Linked DNA regions of Mus musculus: region 2 is linked to region 1. Evidence: chromatin contacts called from public HiChIP or PLAC-seq data. All regions are on one chromosome and are shown on one strand. Each heading gives the region's core, a stretch centred on a gene start, on an enhancer-like site or on the middle of the called end of the contact. The rest is flanking DNA. Distances are from core to core; before and after follow the strand shown.

Region 1 (6,644 bases), core at 1,901-4,400:
CAGGACGTTTGTCACCACCACACCCTGGAATCTGCAGCAAAGGATGAAAACAGGCAGCCATTATTACCAGGCTCTTCCAGCCCCTCCTCTGGACTGCCTGCCACATCACCCACCTAAAATTCCCAGTGATCATTTTGGATTTAACCCTTCCTGGGGCGGTGGTTGGCAATTTAGGATAGCAGTGATTAGGGTCCCTTTGCTTGTCTGGCTCTTCTCCCCTCCCCCAGCACGGATGAGGAAGCTACTGGCTGGCCTCTACAGATCTGCATTCCTGATGGACCGGAGCTGCCTGGCCGCTGCTTGAGGAGAGGCCCGGGAGCCTTCCTGCTCCCAGCCACGCTTTGGTGCCTTTGCAGGACGACGGCTGCCCTGCCTGTCCAGTCTAACCTGCCCAGCACCTTGTCTGTGTGCTCAGGGTTGACTGAAACTCTCTTCCTCTTTCAGTTGGAACCAGGAGTGGGCGGGGCAGGTGGACCCAGGAGTGGGCGGGGCAGGTGGGAAGAAGTGCAGTTCTTTCACTCCGCCCTGACCTCGGGAGGTATTTACAAACATTCCCAATGGCCCTTTATGGTTGCAGACCTGCCTCTGGGATAGCCAGCTGCCTGGGAGTGGTGGTGCTGTTAGTTGGTGGGCGGCCAGAACCTTCTCAACTGTCTGTCTTGTAGCCTTTGTCACTGTGCCCGTGTATCCCTAGTCAGGTTACAGTGTTGTCAAAGCAGACAGATTCTCACTCAGTCACTGAGTCTTAAAGACAGTGTGACGCCCCCCCCCCCCCCAAAAAAAAAAGAGGAAACAGCCATCTTGTAGGTCCATATCTGGCTGGAAAACACCTTGTTCCTTCTTTATTGACATGTCTGATATCCTCCCCCCGCCCCGCCCCCATCAGTCACCACCCCCATCACTGCTAAGCCCAGCCCCAGGCATCTCAGCGAACCCCAACTGAGAGTCAAAAATATAAAATAAAAAAAGGCCCTGGTGTGTGCTGGTGATGAAGTGGCACTGCCCTCTTCCACCCTGCCATCTCTCTTAGCCAGAGTCTCTGCCTGACAGAAACCCAAACACATGAGGTCACGCACGCTCGTGGTTCTTTCTCGCCCCACCTCCCTCCCTTTATCCCTTCCACGAGAGAAGAGATGCTACCTCTTGCTCATCCAGCTTGGGGTCAATCCTTGCTTGCTTCTCGTGGAAGCAGCACAGAAAATGTGAGTCTGGGCAACATGACCCATGTCTGTAATCCCAGCCCCCAGAGGACAGAGACAGGACAAAGAGACCTTTGAGATCAGCTTGTTCTCTCTCTGTGTGTGTACAAATAGTAAAAATAAATATTTATAAATTTTCAAATTTTATGTATATGGGTGTTTTGCTTGCAGAGGCTAGAAGAGGCTGTCAGATCCTCTGGAGCTATAGTTATGAGCCACCATGTGTGTGCTGGGAATAGAACCTGGGTCATCTGGAAGAGCAACAAGTGCTCTTAACTGCTAAGCTATCTCTCCAACCCCTGTATATATATATATATATAAGTGAGTGTGGAGGGAATCAGAGCTGTAAACTTCCAAAGCCAATTTGGACCCCAGATGTAGAGTTCATCTAGTAGGGCCCATTGGACAAGCAGGACAGCCAGCTGAGTATAGACAGCAAGGATGGGTAAAGTGAAGGCAGATGGGACAGAGAGCAGACAGTCCCCAGGGGGAAATGAAGGCAAATGGCTGTCACTGGCATGCTCTTCACAGGCACCACCACCTCCCAACTGGGCTCAGTTTAAGGATGCCACTGCTCATAGCCTTCCAGTGAGCTTTCTAGCTCGCCAGGTCTAACACTGATGTATAACTCCAAATCCTGGTGTTCATAATCTGTATGACCCAGCCACCTTGGCAGTCCTATTTTCTCCCCCCCCCCCCCCCCCCGCAAGACTGAGAAGCAGGGAGTTAAACAAGTCACCTGTCTTTCAGGCAGCTATGTCAAGTGGAAATCTGTGACAAGCAGTGAGGTAGATAAGGGACAGCTGGGGCCCCAGGGAGAGAAACTCTCTAGGCTGCAGGTTTGTTTACCCAGAAGTCAAGGAAAACAAAGGGGTGGGACCCAAAAAAGGAATGCCTTCAAGAGTCTAAGTGAGAAGTACCGCAGCTGGCGGTAATTCAACACTGCAGGGGTTCCAGAAGTCGGGAAAGCAGTAGGCTGGTCGACCAGAGGGAGCTCAGTGGAGAGGGAGGGGTGTGTGTGTGTGTCTGGAAACCTTTAAAGTGTTGTAGCGCGGGAGGTGTCCTCAGTTCTAGCATGGGAGCCAGGGCACCAGGGCTCTATCCCCAGCTTTAATGTAAGAACTCGGACGTGTCACATCTTTCCTGAACCTTAAGGCTTTCAAAGTTACATTTCCACTCTGAATAACTCACCATCGGAGATTTCAGCCTTTGAAGGATGACCCGAAACACTCAGGGAAGTCACCAATCTGCTAGACACTGACTGGGAACAAGAAAACCGAGTGGGAGGCCAGAGATGGAGCCCAGAGAGGACGCAAGAGGCTTACGTAGGAAGAAATGGGGAACCGAGGGGTTCGGTTTGGCAACCCCGTTTCCAGTTCCCCCTTCTTGCTCTTCCTAACCTAGCCTCACCCTATGTGGTAAGGGCAGAGTAGCACAGGCTAGTCCCTCACCTACCCTCCGCTTCCCCGACACAGTCTCTCACAACATCCCTGGCTCCCCGCCTTCCTCCAGAGCAGTACCCAGGGGACCAGAGCAGGAGAAGCATCCCTGGAGTGGTGTGGTATAACCCAAGCATAGCTACCACTTTCGGAGCCCTTCCCATAGGCATGCAACTATGCTATAAACTTAAATGTATTACTTTCTTTACAGCAATCCAAGGGGTGACTGTCGCCTCGTTTTACGCAAGAAGAAACTGAGGCAAAGTCTCACATCTGCTGCTAGGCGGATCAGGCTTGCTCCTGTTCCCTCATACGGACTCAGACAACTGGGGACCACTTAGTGCATCATTACTTCTCTGATCCAAAACTCTTCAGGCTGCGCCAGCCCACGTGACCTTTAGGTCCCCGCCTTCTCCGCGAGGCCCGCCCCCAGGGCAGGTGGCGCGCGGGCGCAGGGGGCGTGGTGGGGGCGTGGCCGGAAGCATTAAAGCGGCTCGGGAGCCCGGTGGGCGGTCCAGACCGAGGACAGCGGCTACCTTCTGGCTTCCTAGCCTGGTGCCGCGTCTGCCACCATGTCCCTGGCGGCCTCAGCGGGCCGGGGCCCGGGGACCATGTGGTCCCCTACCCACGTGCAGGTGACGGTGCTACAGGCGCGGGGCTTGCGGGCCAAGGGACCCGGGGGCACGAGCGACGCGTACGCGGTGATCCAGGTGGGCAAGGAGAAGTACGCCACGTCGGTGTCGGAGCGCAGCCTGGGCGCGCCCGTGTGGCGCGAGGAAGCCACCTTCGAGCTGCCTCCGCTGCTGTCCTCCGGGGCCGCGCCGGCCGCCGCCGCCACCCTGCAGCTCACCGTCCTGCACCGCGCGTTGCTCGGTCTCGATAAGTTCCTGGGCCGCGCCGAGGTGGACCTGCGGGAGCTGCACCGGGACCAGGGCCGCAGGAAGAAGCAGTGAGTGGCTGCAGGGCGCGGGGAGTCCAGGGGAGGAAGGACGCTCGGGCAGTGCACCTTGGGGGCGAGAGTGGCAGCTACCGCGCTATGGGAGGATGGCCCTTGGCTCCCCCTCGCCCGCAGGCTCACCTAACCCAGCTTCTCTTCGGGCTGTCAGTTTCCAGCTTTCCCAGTTATGGGGGCTTTTGGAAGATAGGAGAACCTTTGAATCCTCAGGGCGCCCTTAGACCGCACAGCACACTAAGCACTAGATGAAGTTTTGGTGAACTGAAATAATATGCAGGTAGGAGAATTCCTATTAGGTGGGGTATCCGCTTTATCTTGCATGGACGCTCCCCTGAGTATTTTGTTGAACTTGAGAGGCTTTGAGCTGAGAACCCTTGGGCCAGGGAGGGTAGCTATTTGGAGTGAAAGCCTAGGGCCCCCAGAGCTGGACGATCCTGGGAGGACAAGAGTGGGGGAAAAAAACCACCAGCCTGGTGATTGCTGATTCTCATGCCCATCTGATTCGACCCCTCGGAATGAACGCTAGAACAGTTTGTTGTTTGTCTGGGATCTGAATTAGTGGTCGATGATTGTTCCAAGATCTGTTACTGACTCAGTAGAAGTGAGTAGAATAGGTTGTTGCTCTTTGGAGTTTGGTAAATTCTGTCTGGTTCTAATTCCTGGTACCGTGGCTACTCACTAGCCTACCTGTGGCCCCTTAATTGAAGGTTCTGACAGGACATCCTAATTTTGCAGAAAAAGTTAGGCAAACTCCAGTTCACGTTAAAGTCTTTTGTTTGTTTGTTTGTTTGTTTGTTTGTTTGTTTCGAGACAGGGTTTCCCTGTGTAGCCCTGGCTGTCCTGGAACTCCCTCTGTAGACCAGGCTGACCTTGAACTCAGAAATCCGCCTGCCTCTGCCTCCTGAGTGCTGGGATTAAAGGCGTGTGCCACCACGCCCGGCCACTTGAAAGTCTTCAGATTATTTTACTTTATTTTATTTTGTTCACTGGTGTTTGCAAAGGGCACTTTAACCAATGGAACCTTTGATTACGGTTATCTCGTGTACCAAAGAGCTTGGATTAGCCTAACTGGGTACTTTGCTTGACCTTATAGATGCCAGCTCTGTTAACAACCAAACCCCCCTGGGCCGAAAAACATATCCTTATGTTCCTTCCTGGTACTTCAGGTACACTGGGCCTTTTAACTTTGTCTTGGGATGGGGCAGGATTCAGAGGAGCTGAATTTTCCAGGCTAGGGTAGGATCTGTTTCAGCAAGCAATGTTTAGAATTGAAATACCTGATGTCGTTTTTGTGGCCACCGATGAATAGGCATTTCTGAACACAGCGTCTTACAAGCCAGACTGTATCTGCGGAAGGGAAGCCGAAGTTAACTTTATTTCCTCTCTGGATTCAATGCCATTTGCAGGGCTTGACTGCCAGCTCTTCATCTCGCCCCATTCCAAGATGGATGTTCACGTCTCTTGTTTAACTGTTTCTTATATGACTATTTCATTCCCCTTGCAAGATAGATTGCATCTCCATGCTGGAGATGGGGGTTTCCCAGTCCTAGGTCTGACGTCCACTAGCCCCTGACTCATAGCTGGGCTCCTCTGGCTCCAAACACCCCAGTTTCCCTATTTATAAATGGAGCATGCTGCTACCCTTAATTGGTGTTTGTAAAGAGTTGCTGCTTCCTGGATTAATGAAGCCAGGGGAAAGGTTCAAAAGGTCCTGCGCTGCTGTGTGAGGGATGAAAACCTCCTTAAGCTCTCTTTCTTCTCTGTATCCCTCTTCCTCATTTTCTCTAAGGTAACCCTACACCTACATGGCCACTCCTGTTTCTGTCACATGAGCTGCTTACCACTCAGTCACAATATTGACTGGCAGTAAGACTGTGTAAGTCTTACAGTATTGACTAAGTACAGTATTGACTAAGTAAGACTGGGCTTACCGGGTGGGTTTTTATAACTGACATCAGATGTCTTTGCTTTGCAAAAAGTAGGTGAAATCTCAAAGTTTCCGACGACTAGGAAGCTAGGGGCTTTCCCAGCTGCTGGGGGAACCCATTCAAACCAAGCCTATTGGATGCCCTTGTGTAACTCCAAGGTGCCCCGGGTAGCTGAGGTGAAGAACACAGGAGAGCTATTAAGTTTTAGCAGAAAGAAACAGGTTTGGCTAGAAAGTCGATTTGAATTAGTTATTAATGGTTTGATTCCACCTTAACGTGTTAGAAATCAGAAACAAAAGCTAAAATCTTGGTCTGCTGTGTTTTTGTGTGTGTCTGACACAACAGTTGCTGGACAGAGGGTGATTTTTCTTAGAGTTTCAGACACTTAAATTTGAGGTCCATTATCACATTAAGAGCCAGCTTCTTAATTGTTCTCTTGATAAGCCCTATATAGCAAGATTTATTTGCAGACAAGGGAACATGCTTTTTATCATGACTCTGAAGTTGCTGACCTCAAATTTAGTGTAATGACACACTTTGAAAGCACCAAGCAGCCTAATATATAGGACAGCCTGCTATATGGGCAGGATCCATTTAATAGCATGGAAGATGTGGCCTTCAGTTAGGAAAAATTAGACAGGAATGAATATTACTCTTTTTTTTATCTGTTAAAGACCTGAGGCTTGCGTGGGTGTTGGTTAAATAGTAGTCAGTTAGTACTGAGACAATAGACGATGGCAGACATGAATCAGAAGTATCTCAGGTAAGCAACATGCGGGACCCTCAGCCCAGCTTTCTAGTCTCATGTAGCAGATTGGTTTCAAACAAAACCAGACAACCCTTCTTAAGATGCTAAGAGTTACAAAACTTGGGAAATACTCTCTTAGAGGTAGTTTAAAATGTTTATTCAGCCTCTGAGCTGGGTGGGTGGGGGTCATTATGCAGGTAAGCGTCATAAAACTTATAACTGCAGTAAGCTTCAGGATTTTAAGACAGGGAAGCAGTTGTGGAGGGTCCATTTCTTCTATCTGCTGAGACGCAAATGCCTGCTTCTGCAAGCATTGGGACATTGCAGAGGTTAGATATTTTGAAAACCTTTAAAAAGTAGTAAGATGCTGAAATA
Region 2 (6,644 bases), core at 2,445-4,944, 55 kb before region 1:
AGATGTGTGTAGAGTTAGCTTTGCCATGTGTTAAAGGAAACAAAATGTCTTCCATTAGGGCTTCTTTGCAGCTTTGGTTGACTTCCCTGACTTCAGGGAGACCGTGGCCCATTGTTGTCCCAACCAGGACAGAACAGAGGTATTGCTGGCACAGTTTGGCTGGGAATGAGGACACATGCTGGCAAAAGAGCCCATGCCTCCTCTGTCTGTGTGCTAATACCTGTTAGGAATTAGCTTTTGCCACTTGTGAACGTGCCTGGCTTTCTTCCCTGGACCTCAGTATATAACTATATAAGGTGTTGCTAGTGGATTTGATCTTTAATGACTGTTTGAGAGGCGAGTGTGGTACCCTGTAATCTCAGCTACTAATGAAATCTCCTCAGGAAGATGATAAACTCAAGCCCTGCCTAGGTTGCAAAGTGATTCCAAGGCCAAACCTTGGTCACTTAGTGAGACCTGTGTAAAACAAAAGGGCAAAACAAGAGCTGGGGCTAACCTAGCGGTAGAAGCCTCGCCCAGCATGCATAAATCGCCAGCACCATTAGAAAGGAGAAGGGAAACCCATTTAAAGTGTTCTCCCCCCACCCCCAGATTTTTTTAAATACTGAGCCTCAAGTATCCCAGACCAGCATCAAACATGGTGTCTTGTCAAGAATATTCTAAGCTTCAGGTCTGTTACTTTTAGCTCTTGGTTGCTGGGATCTTGGAACCTGTGTTGCCCTGTCCAGTTTATGAAATACTTGATGAGACCCAGAGCCTTGTGACTAGAGTCCTAGCTGTTATTCATAAGTCACTTCAGTATGCTTTGGTTCAAGCCCAAGCACCAAAAAATAGAAAACACACATATATGTACTATACACACTCACCTTTAACATACGTGGTCTTAGACAAGGTACCGGGCCACAGTCACATAAGCCTTCGTGGGTTTCTTACTGCCGTGTCGTGTAAATACATATACAAGCACCCCGTGTCAATGTCCATGGAACCACAGCTTCTGCCTTCTCTCCAGGACAAAACTTCCTACTTTAAGAACTTCTGTCCACCAAGTGGCTGCTGCCTCTGCTCACCACAGATTGCTATTCTTCCAGACACATCCTTGGGGCTTCTAACTTGGGGGTCCACCATCAGCATCTTAGGGGCCCACACTCACTATGATTGCCTCCAAGGGCATAAAACAAAGGTCATGGGGGACTGGGCCTGAGCAACGCTCTCTCTGGGCAATGTATGTGTCTATCCAGAGTTGGACGACCTCTACAGAACAGGCAATGCTAATTCCCGGAGGCCTAGCCATTAGGATGGCTTCCCAGAGGCATCAGGCCACTGGCTTGCAACCCCCAGCTGGCCACCAAAAGTGATAGTGAGGTTGGAAACAGACATATTGTCTGGGGAGAAAAATGGAGCAATGACTTCTAAACGTACAAGTGTATGTATGCCTTATTTATAACAATTCTGTTCATAGAAACAAATACATCTGCAAAAGAATGAAAGGACTAGGGTATTAATTATACACTGCAACATCATCTATGGATAAAGACAGGAAATCAGGTGTCCACTTGTAGATGACTAGTTTTATGTCCATTCATACTAAAAATGGGTATCTTTTGTGTGTTCATCTAGAAGGGTCATAAGTTAAGGTCATATAGTTATGTTAAAACTTAAAAGCACAGGCTGAGATACAGTCATGTGGAAAACAAAGGCAAAAAGAGTATGCTTTTACATCCTGAGTTATCTCTCAATAAAATGTTATTGGAAAGATTAATAAGATCCGATAGCAGTTACTTGTTGAGGAATTGAACCTCGGGATGGAAGTCACTTTCTGTTATCTACATTTTCTATATTGTGATGGTTGAACAAGATGACTACATTGTTTGTTAAAAACTTACAATAAAATTACGAGAGAGAGAGAGAGAGAGAGAGAGAGAGAGAGAGAGAGAGAGAGAGAGAATAATCTCAAAGACCGAAACAGCAAAACAATAGGAGCGGCGAGGAAGGAGGCAGAGTACTTGGGCATGGCTCTGCTGCCTCCCAGGAATGGGGGAGGCACATTTGGGAACAGGGGTCTAGCACATTAATTCTCACAATATTTGGTTACAGGACTAATCATTTGCCACACACCGGTATGTTCTTACAACTGGGGACTCTTGCTCTTTTTCAAAACTATAAACATTTTTGCACATTTTCTTCAAGTAACAGGGCTTGGTCCTTGACTAAAGCAGAGATGGCCCTTGAGTATGTCTTGGGGGAGATATCTTTCCCCAACCTATTCTGATGTCCTGGGGGTAGGGGGGTGGGGTGGGGGGAAGAGCCAAATGGCATGTATTTGTTTTAGAGATTGCTTGCTGAGAATCTTATGACACCCCTTTGCGATAACTGGCAGCGCTCTGGGGTGTTGCAAAACCCTGACTTGGGTGCAATCACCCTGATGACCAGCAAGAAGCCACAGCCAAAGGCAGCCTTCACACCACCCTGGCATGGCTGGGACAGGAGCAGGGGCAGGGGCAGCAGAAGGGAGCTCTGACGGCTGCATCCATGGGACAGGGAAAACCTTTGCTTGAGAGCCCCTGACAGTCCTGCTCATGGGTGAGTGAGCTGCTGAGTCCCTGGGAGCCCAGCTGGCCCTTTTTCCTCAGGGATAATTTTAGGTTCTCTCTTCCCCTTCCAACCTTTCTGACTCCCAACCCCTGGTTCAGCCTCCCGTGGGGATTGCCTGGACCAGTGGCTATAGAGGACACTTTTAAAATATTGAGCTACTCAAAAGAACATGCCAGGGGGGTACCCTGGAGGCATTTTCCACTATATTTGTTTTTTTCTCTCTTTTGCCCCATTGTTTCGGGGTGGAAATGAGACAACTCATGGAGCAGTCTTGACAGGCGTCCCTAACCCTGGTATTACATGTGAAGGCCATCACTTCAGGCTTCTTTATTCGCATCCCAGGAATCATCAAACTCAGGTCCTTCTGCTTGCAAGGCAAGCACTTCACTCATTTAGCCATTTCCCTAACTCCCAGAGGCTTATTTCTAAGCCTTTCATGCCCACATCCAATTTGGAAAAATTTTGACTGGGAGATTGGATGACAGGGTCAGGTCCTATAAGTCTGGGTGAAGGGAGGGGGCTCAGAGGCGCTGATCTTACTGTATAAGAAACTTCAGAGGCATTAAAATACCAGGCTTATCCTTTTATGCACTCCAGATATGCAGTACGAGGGCCCCGGGAGATGGCACAGTAAGTAAGAGTGTTTGTTCTGCAAGCCAGGGGCACTGAGTTCAAATCCCCAGCACCGAAGTGAAGAGGTGGATGTGGCCGCACACACCCACGATGCCAGCCTTGGGAAGCAGAGGCAGGCGAATCTCAAAAGCCCAGACTCCACCGTCCTAGCCAACGCAAAAGCTTTCTGGCCCTGTGAGAGACCCTGTCTCAAGGTAATAAACTGGAAAATAGTAGAGGGAGACACCTGATGCACCCACACGTTCACATGCAGACACATGACTCCCTCGACTCTAGTTTCTTATGAAGAAATCTCCAGCAAGTGGATGAGAACTCTTTACCATGGGGAAGGTGACAAACATTAGCTTTGGATAACTGAGTGTGGCGATAGACCTGTGGTCCTCACCCTTCCTCAGGCTGCGACCCTTTAATACAGTGCCTCATGTTGCAGTGACCCCAATCATAACATTATTTTAGTTGCTACTCCATAATTGTAATTTTACTATTATTCTGACTCGTGATGTAAATATCTGATATGCAGGATATCTATCTGATATGTGAACACGGTGGGGACTGCAAGCCACGGGTTGAGAACCACTGTGCTAGACAGCCTCAAATGCATCCTTTCTCTCTCTGTCTCTCTCTGTCTCTGTCTCTCTCTCTCTCTTTCTGTGCTGGACCTCAAGCATGTTAAGTATGCACTCTACCACCGAGATACACCCCTCCCTCTCCAAAACTCCATCCTCTCATTTTAATGTGTCTATCACTTCAGAATTTGAAGGGACTTTTCTAGAAATTTTCTAGGAGAAAGGTGTGTGGACTGGGCAGTGCAGGAGGAAGATGGAAACCAGAAGCCCTCAGCATCCCAAGCTACACGATGCCATGTCAAACTAGAGTGACTCCTGAAACAAGCGGGTGTCTCCAGTAACTGAAAAGAAGAAGAACTGAAACAGCAGACAGGGACAGAGGGTGAGCGAAATTGAGGAAAGGGAAGGGGACGGATCTCATCAGCTGGGAGAGAAAAGGATGCCAGCCACCTCTGGTTGGTGGCTTCACAAAAAGAGTCTTAGAGTTGGGAATAGTGGCGCACAGATCTGTAATCCCAGCACTGGGGAGGTTGAGGCAGAAGGATCTGGAGGTCCAGACCAATCTGGGCAACATATAGAAAGACTATCTCAAACAATAAGATACCTTAGGGAGAGCATCCAAGCAGAAGAGGGGCTATCTTGGATGGTTTGGGTTGTTCGGTTTTGTTTTGGTTTGTTTCTGGATGGTTGCCTTCCTTGTTGGGTAAAGGATAGGGTGCGGGGGTTTCTCTTCTTTGCAGGGTTGCCTCAGGTTCTGCCAGGAAGGAGCTGCTGAGCTCCAGGAAACCGGTGCTGAGGGAGTGTCAAGACAGGACGCCCCTCTCCACCCTCCAATTCCCACCAGAGGCCTCTCTTGTGACTATTGGACGCTGTTCCTTTAAAAGCAGCCACTCCTCCCGGCAACTAGGGTGTACATGGGGGGTGAGATGGAGGGAAGCTGACAGACTTACCCCAGCAATTAGGGAAGATGGCCCAGGCTGGAAGAGTCGCTCCCAAGCCCTACTGTCCCCTTCCCTAAGCCAGCGGGTCTGGGGAGGAGGGGGAACCTTCCCACCCCAGGCGCCACACGAGATGGCTCCGTGGCCTCACAGAAACGGCTCTCTGGCTTTGTGGTCGGACGCCCCTACCCTGGACCCCAGTGCAGCCAACACCAGTGGGTTGCCAGGAGTACCATGGGCAGCGGCATTGGCTGGGGCATTGCTGGCGCTGGCCACGGTGGGAGGCAACCTGCTGGTAATCATAGCCATCGCCCGCACGCCGAGACTACAGACCATAACCAACGTGTTCGTGACTTCACTGGCCGCAGCTGACTTGGTAGTGGGACTCCTCGTAATGCCACCAGGGGCCACATTGGCGCTGACTGGCCATTGGCCCTTGGGCGAAACTGGTTGCGAACTGTGGACGTCAGTGGACGTGCTCTGTGTAACTGCTAGCATCGAGACCTTGTGCGCCCTGGCTGTGGACCGCTACCTAGCTGTCACCAACCCTTTGCGTTACGGCACGCTGGTTACCAAGCGCCGCGCCCGCGCGGCAGTTGTCCTGGTGTGGATCGTGTCCGCTGCCGTGTCCTTTGCGCCCATCATGAGCCAGTGGTGGCGTGTAGGGGCAGATGCCGAGGCACAGGAATGCCACTCCAATCCGCGCTGCTGTTCCTTTGCCTCCAACATGCCCTATGCGCTGCTCTCCTCCTCCGTCTCCTTCTACCTTCCCCTCCTTGTGATGCTCTTCGTCTATGCTCGAGTGTTCGTTGTGGCTAAGCGCCAACGGCATTTGCTGCGCCGGGAACTGGGCCGCTTCTCGCCCGAGGAGTCTCCGCCGTCTCCGTCGCGCTCTCCGTCCCCTGCCACAGGCGGGACACCCGCGGCACCGGATGGAGTGCCCCCCTGCGGCCGGCGGCCTGCGCGCCTCCTGCCACTCCGGGAACACCGCGCCCTGCGCACCTTAGGTCTCATTATGGGCATCTTCTCTCTGTGCTGGCTGCCCTTCTTCCTGGCCAACGTGCTGCGCGCACTCGCGGGGCCCTCTCTAGTTCCCAGCGGAGTTTTCATCGCCCTGAACTGGCTGGGCTATGCCAACTCCGCCTTCAACCCGGTCATCTACTGCCGCAGCCCGGACTTTCGCGACGCCTTCCGTCGTCTTCTGTGTAGCTACGGTGGCCGTGGACCGGAGGAGCCACGCGCAGTCACCTTCCCAGCCAGCCCTGTTGAAGCCAGGCAGAGTCCACCGCTCAACAGGTAGGGGACACGAGCGGGGGACCGGAGTCTCTGGGTGGGGACGTCTCTGTCTCTATTTTTGAGTTTGGAGATTGGGGGAGGGGAAGATGTAGATGGGGGTGCGGTGTGTGTGTGGGTGGGGGGTGGCCTTTGTCTTGAGAGGACAGAAAAGAGGTAGGAACTAAAACGGGCCCTTTCTCTTCTTGGATCCAATCCCTGGGTCTGAAGCAAAAGGGAGGAAGGGGATAATTGCGCACCTTAGGACCAGGTGACCCCCACAGGCAGTTGCTGCTCTTCCGGCAGGTTTCTGACCTCTCTGGTCGCCTCTAGTTTGGGGTTTGTTTGTTTTTGTTTGTTTGTTTGTTTGTTTTGTTTTTTTAGTTCCCTTCTTCGGGAACCCAGGCATCTCTATACCTGTCTGGGATATCCATAGACAGCAATGGACTTCCCTAGTCCTCGGCCTCAGTCCCGCTCTCTCTCAAAGGTTTGATGGCTATGAAGGTGCGCGTCCGTTTCCCACGTGAAGGGCCGTGAAGATCCAGCAAGGAAGCTGTGAGTTGGCTTGGAGTTGCTTTCCTCCCTCAGGGACTGGATTAGAACTATAGGGTGGGACTTGGGGGGGAGGGAGGGTGCAGGATGG

What was found. HiChIP or PLAC-seq counts read pairs in DNA pulled down with a chosen protein or histone mark.
Region 2: a contact with region 1 is called in an H3K27ac HiChIP or PLAC-seq map of embryonic stem cells, with 8 read pairs. The contact joins the promoter of Adrb3 here to the promoter of Rab11fip1 in region 1. A contact is called at or near these places in 1 of 484 Hi-C or Micro-C datasets (embryonic stem cells), 4 of 115 datasets of contacts at active chromatin or transcription factors (embryonic stem cells, extraembryonic endoderm stem cells and trophoblast stem cells) and 3 of 9 other capture datasets (adipose tissue, liver and pancreatic islet).

What each region holds. Positions count from the first base shown.
Region 1 is chr8:27,171,152-27,177,795 of GRCm38.p6, reverse strand. Rab11fip1 (RAB11 family interacting protein 1 (class I)) reads left to right here and starts at 3,150. Exons shown (of 6, transcript NM_001080813.2): 1 at 3,150-3,587. The coding sequence starts at 3,211.
Region 2 is chr8:27,226,638-27,233,281 of GRCm38.p6, reverse strand. Adrb3 (adrenergic receptor, beta 3) reads left to right here and starts at 3,694. Exons shown (of 4, transcript NM_013462.3): 1 at 3,694-4,173; 2 at 4,532-6,025; 3 at 6,489-6,556. The coding sequence starts at 4,863. The coding sequence ends at 6,528. It overlaps Gm45470 (a long non-coding RNA gene), which reads right to left and starts at 3,873. Exons shown (of 3, transcript XR_001778544.2): 1 at 1-3,873.